2 separate regions of the Mus musculus genome follow, and region 1 is linked to region 2. The links are chromatin contacts, called in public Hi-C maps. All regions are on one chromosome and are shown on one strand. The core of a region is the stretch at or near the end of the contact, and the rest is flanking DNA. Distances in the headings are between cores, read along the strand shown. Region 1 has its middle 82 kb from the start of Lpin1. Region 2 has its middle 110 kb from the start of Gm36372.

The links. A called contact is a pair of places that touch in the nucleus more often than the background predicts.
Region 1: a contact with region 2 is called in a Hi-C map of rod photoreceptor, with 3 times the contacts expected there. The contact joins two enhancer-like sites. A contact is called at or near these places in 1 of 39 promoter capture datasets (embryonic stem cells), 3 of 15 datasets of contacts at CTCF or cohesin (embryonic stem cells, large pre-B cells and pro-B cells), 54 of 484 Hi-C or Micro-C datasets (the AtT-20 cell line, B cells, the HL-1 cell line and 15 more) and 6 of 115 datasets of contacts at active chromatin or transcription factors (embryonic stem cells, large pre-B cells and vascular smooth muscle cells).

The regions. Positions count from the first base shown.
Region 1 is chr12:16,505,991-16,508,786 of GRCm38.p6, reverse strand. No RefSeq gene overlaps it. Among named protein-coding and RNA genes, the nearest start is that of Lpin1, 82 kb to the left of the region's middle. Within about 2 kb of position 1,391, at least 11 of the 459 cell types and tissues checked have an H3K27ac peak or open chromatin away from gene starts, as enhancers often do. A contact at or near this core is called in rod photoreceptor, where this site is marked.
Region 2 is chr12:16,346,093-16,348,792 of GRCm38.p6, reverse strand. No RefSeq gene overlaps it. Among named protein-coding and RNA genes, the nearest start is that of Gm36372, 110 kb to the right of the region's middle. Within about 2 kb of position 1,337, at least 2 of the 459 cell types and tissues checked have an H3K27ac peak or open chromatin away from gene starts, as enhancers often do. A contact at or near this core is called in rod photoreceptor, where this site is marked.

The DNA.
Region 1 (2,796 bases), core at 142-2,641, 160 kb before region 2:
GGCAGATGTTCCAAAAATGTGTTAGCCATGGCATAAGAAAGTATCTTTAAGACTTAGAGACAGATTAGCCAGTAAAGTGCTTGTCTTATAAGCACAAGGAACTATATTTTACCCCCAGAACTCATGGGAAAAGAAGCAGGGCTTGGTGGCTCTTGCTTCTAATACCAGCATTGGGGTGGCAGAAAAAGGTTCTGTCTCACTGGGGTTCATTGTCTAACTAGTCTAACCTACTTGGCAAGTTCCAGTGAACTACCCTGTCTCAAAACAAAACAAAACAAAACAAAACAAAACACAACAAAACCCCCAAACAACTAAACAACCAAAAAATCCCCAAAACAAACAAGGGGAGAGAGTATCTGAGAAATGATACCCGAGGTTGCACATGTAAATGCACATGCACACGCAATGCACACATGTGTGCCTGTGTACAAATAAACACACATCACAGCCATACATAAGAAAGTGACATTTCCTTCCACCCATCCCCCATCCTCTATGCCAGACAATAGGACTTCTCTTAGTATATACACAGAAACATGCAAAAATGGACTTTGTCCTCCAGGAGCCTCTGGCCAAAGGTGGAGTAGGGGGGTAAGAAAACAGACACAGAAATTCCCAGGTGAGACACACTGTAGATCTATGAAGCCTGGAGCTAAAAGGTGACATAAGAGTGGCCTGCTCCTTGTCATTCAGCAACCATATTGGGCTTTCCTGATCCCTAAAGTGTTAAGTCTCACGGTTCTGGAAGTCTTGGTTTCTAGAGGGCACTTGTAACCATCAGGTAATGTGAGTCCATCAACCCCGAGGGTTGCAGCTCCTTCCAGGTTGTACTGGGTTCCTTGTGAAGAGCCATTCCAGGAGTGGCTGTCCTGGGAGGAGTTATGGGCCCTGCTCCTCAGGAAGAAAGACAAGCTATACTGCTTCATGATGCTTCCCAATGGAGAGTGGGGTAGAAAGAGGTTTGTCATTGAGGTGGCCCTCTGGGCATCCCTGACACTCAGTTTTAAGTAAATGGGTAAGTTCCACAGCGGTAGCTAATAAGGATGCAACGAGCCCTGCTTGTCAGGTGCAGGGTCTTGGTCTCCCAAGTGCTTCAGCCTGGGAAGAACAGGGCCAGCTCTCCTGACTGCTGCAGGTAGTGAGGGGCCGTCATGGAGTGTCACCCTTGCACACACACCACCTCGTGGCAGACAGATGAGTGGCAGGGCCAGCTTTTCCACGCTCCCCCCCCCCCTCAGGCTGGCTCACCTGCGCCCCCACTGCTAGGGTCAGCTCTTCTGTGCTGTCCAGGTGGAGTGAGTATATATGTCTATAGAGGTGAGTATATTGTGCACATAGATGCCATTGGGGTTTTCCGCTGCTCCTCTCTGCTTGACTTCTCGAGACATCGTTGCTCACTGAACTATGAGTCTTATTACTTCCCCTAGACTGGCTGACCAGTGAGCCCCGGGGATCCTCCTGCCTCCGCGGTGCCTTTGGAGTTCCTTTGGAGTTCCTGTCTCCACACTTGCAGTCAGGCACTTCACTGACTGAGACGTCTCCCAGCGCCGGCTTGTTAATTTATTTGTAGACATATGGTGCTTTGTGTTTTTCCAGGGCTGAGTCTGCTTTATCATTATTATTTTTTGGTCTGTAACTTCCCCTGCTCTCATGCTTAGAATGTCAGTCTCAATCCATCTCTCAAAAAAAATGTCAACTAGAGAGGCTTTGCCGCTTAGCAGAGGGGAAGGGAAGGGCTGCCTGTCTTTGGAACCACAACTGACAGGTGGAGCTGATTTTTCTGTGTGATGATTTTCCCTCTAGCTGAGCAGGGCAAACTGCCTCCAGGGCCCCTATTAGCTGACATGGGGCTGAACAGCAAAGGCCTCGTGTTGTGTAGCTGTGAAGCCAGCAAGAAATGACACAGCATTCACACCTGAGGGTTTTTGTTTTTTGTTCCTACAATGAGCATCAGCCTGACCCAGAACTGGGTAGCTATAGCTCTCCTTTGTTCATTTGCAGTCTTGCTTTGGTTAATTGTCACAGACCTCAATGGCTTGAATACCATGTGGTAGTTTGTATCTTCCTCATTGATGGCTCTGACAAGCTGTGTAAGTGTCCCACTCTTCCACCCCAAACACAGTGGTTCTCAACCTTCCTAAAGCTGTGGCCCTTTAACACAGTTTCTCATGTGATGACCCCCCAGCCACAACATTATTATTATTTTTTGTTTAAATTATTATTATTATTAATCTTTTAATAGTCCAGTCGCTATCTCCCTCCCAGTTTGCTCTCTGACTGTTCCTCATCCAATTCCTCCTCCCCCATCTCCAAGAGGAGGTCTCCACCCCACCCATCCGCACCCTGCTAGGCCTCCCCACTCCCTGGGGCCTCAAGTCTCTTGGGGGTTAGATGCATCTTCTCTCATTGAGGCCAGACCAGGCAGTCCTGTGCTTCCTGTGCTGTATATGTGTTGGGGGCCTTATATCAGTTGGTGTATGCTGCCTGGTTGGTGGTTTAGTATCTGAGAGATCATGGGGACAAGGTTAGGTGAGACTGCTGGTCTCCCTATAGGGTCGCCTTCCTCCTCAGCTTCTTCCAGCTTTTCCCTAATTCAACCACAGGGGTCCTCAGTTTCTGTCCATTGGTTGGGTGTAAGTATCTGCATCTGACTCTTTCAGCTGCTTGTTGGGTTTCTCGGAGGACAGCCATGCTAGGCTGCTGTCTGTAAGCACATTATTATGACATAGCATCAGTAATAGTGTCGGGCTTTGGAGTTTCCCCTTGAGCTGGATTCTAATTTGGGCAGGTCACTGA
Region 2 (2,700 bases), core at 88-2,587:
TTTTTTAAAACCATAAAATAAGTTTGTTACAGTGTTAAAAGTGTACTAGATTCTATCCCGAGAATATAATTGTCTATGGCCACTTTGTCTTACTTGATTTTAATCTACCTTTGATTTCTTTCTTTTTCCTGTCCTTTCTTGGGTGCATAGTGTTGCAAGATTCCTGTTGTCCAGGACTCTGAAGGTCTTATTTGAGGAGGATTGCTTTGTCTTTGAGTGCTTTGTCTAGGCTTCTGAAATTCAACACACCTAAGCACAAACTCATATTGCATCACCCAAACCTGACTCTGCCATAGATCTTCCTCTCAGATAGGGCTGCCATCATCTGTAGCATTTCAGAGAGGGATTGGATCTATCCTTCAATCCTGCCTTCTGGCCACCTCTGCTAACTAGCACAAGCATGGCACGGTCAGATCTATGGTAGTGAGCTTACAACTCTGTCCTTAATACGTGCATGTTTATTCATTCTTACTGCCAACCAATGCATGACATCCACAGGAACTGGTTTCTGTAGCTGGCCAGTCCTAACCATGATTTCCAAACTCAAGGAGATAGAAGATTTTTTTCTTTTTATGACCAAATCCCAAATCCTGATGGAATAGAGATACATCAACAGAAGTAATCAGTGTACAGCCTTTCTTCATTTGCTTAGTTAAGTTTCCTATCATCAGTTACATTTTCTCCTACCAACCCTGCATTCTTATCAGGGTTTTATAGTTGTGAGATAAGGATCCATAATATCTTTAACTCAGAGAAGCAGTTGAAATGGTCAATCCTTCCGTCCTGATACAGGTTGTAGCATGGTACTCCACAGTACAACCAGTGATAGAACAGTGCCAGACTAGAGCCAGGTACTCCAACATCACTAAATTGCTGACCCTGTCTATGTAAAGTATCTCCTGCCTCTGTGGCTTGCCCAAGTGCTCCGTCCTGGTCTTCTGTGGCCATCAAAAGGAGTGAGATATTGCATAGAGATGATTTAAAGCAGGGTTTAATAGTGTCTAGCTTGTTCCTACCAGATAAGTATCCCAAAGCTGTACTGTCAGTCATCACCCAGAGGTCAAGGTGCCACAATAATGAATTGACATAACAGCCCACTACCAGCTGAGGATGTCAGTGTCGTCTTTCCCCTGTGAATTCAGGGCTTCTTGGTCTCAACTGAAAGGCTGACATTCACAGTGATGAATAAGACATTTTTAATCACTAGTGTATGTCCCATAGGCATTCTGTCTGGGTATACTTGAAGATGGTGTGAGCGATGGTAATAAGGGAAGCCAGGTCTGCATCCCCACAAGCTATACTGCTGCTGCTGACAGGGAAGATGAGTACTTACTAATGCCCTGCCCTTGATCTGGGATTAGATATTGATGTGTACACCCAAGCCAGATTTTTCTGGCTTCCTTTGGAACCCGCTGGATCCCATTTTCAGAGAGAACAGAGTGCCAGTTTCTCTGTGTATTTCCAGAGTAAAACATTAATTATGTAAATGGCTCACTGAATTGGGCCTGTTGGGCAACCTCACATTTTAAAAATGATTCCCATTGCCCCGAAATCTGTTAGCATGCTCTGAAGAAGCTAATCGTTGTGAAATTTTCCATGCCAGGGCTCCAGTGTATGCGCTGCTCTTCAGGTTTCTAAACAACCTTTCTTTGTGGTCAAAATTCAAATCTCCTTTTCCCTTAATCTCACCAATTATTGGACATATATCAATCACAAGGGCTTTTATTTTAAGCATCCCAAATCCAAGATCATGTTAGAAACATGGAAATTTATTTTTCTTGCGGTTTGTCATTGCTTCCAACTTTGTAAGATAAACAAATTTTAATTTTTGAATTGGTGCATAGCACACGTACATTAAATACTTAAAGATCACTTATATTTGTCAATCTGTTAAAATGTATGGATGTTTCAAGTTATCACATAGCATAAGATAGAAAATAATTTTTTAAATCTTTTCTGTTACTTCGTCATATTTTATCACAGAATAACCTCATTTTGATTACTACCAACTTTAGATAGACTTTTCTTGTGTCTCTCTGTGTGTGTGGGTATACATGCACCACAATATGATATGTGCGTTTGCAAGTGTAAGTGCATGTGTAGATGCCTGTGTGTGTGTATATGTGTGTGTTTATGTGTGTGTGTATGTGTGTGTGAGAGAGAGAGAGACAGAGAGAGAGAGAGAGAGAGAGAGAGAGAGAGGGAGGGAGAGAGAGAGAGAGAGAGAGAGAGAGAGAGAGGGTTCCTTTAGCAGTCCCCGTTTTCCACCTTACGTAAAATAGGGTCTCATTGGATGATCACAGCTGTATACCCCAGACCTGCCCATAAGTTTTCAGGAGCTCTTCTGTGCTCACTTCCCACCTCCCCGTATATGCTCACACTATCATGTCCAACTTTACTTGAGACCAGAACTACTGCCATCTTATTTGTTCGGGTGCTTTGGCCACTGAACCATCTCCCCACCCTAGATTTTAATTGCAGTGTATAATTTTTGAGCCTAGCCCCTTCTTTTGAAAATCCACTTTCCTAGATTTACCCACATCATGCATACATTGGTGGGTGTCTATCTTCCCGTGTTGCCATTGCTTGGTGATACTGTCTACATGCTCATTACTCTGCGGATGGTGATTACAGCTATTCTCAGCATTTGACACATACCAACAAACCTGCCTTGGATATGCCTGCCCAGCCAACCCTCTC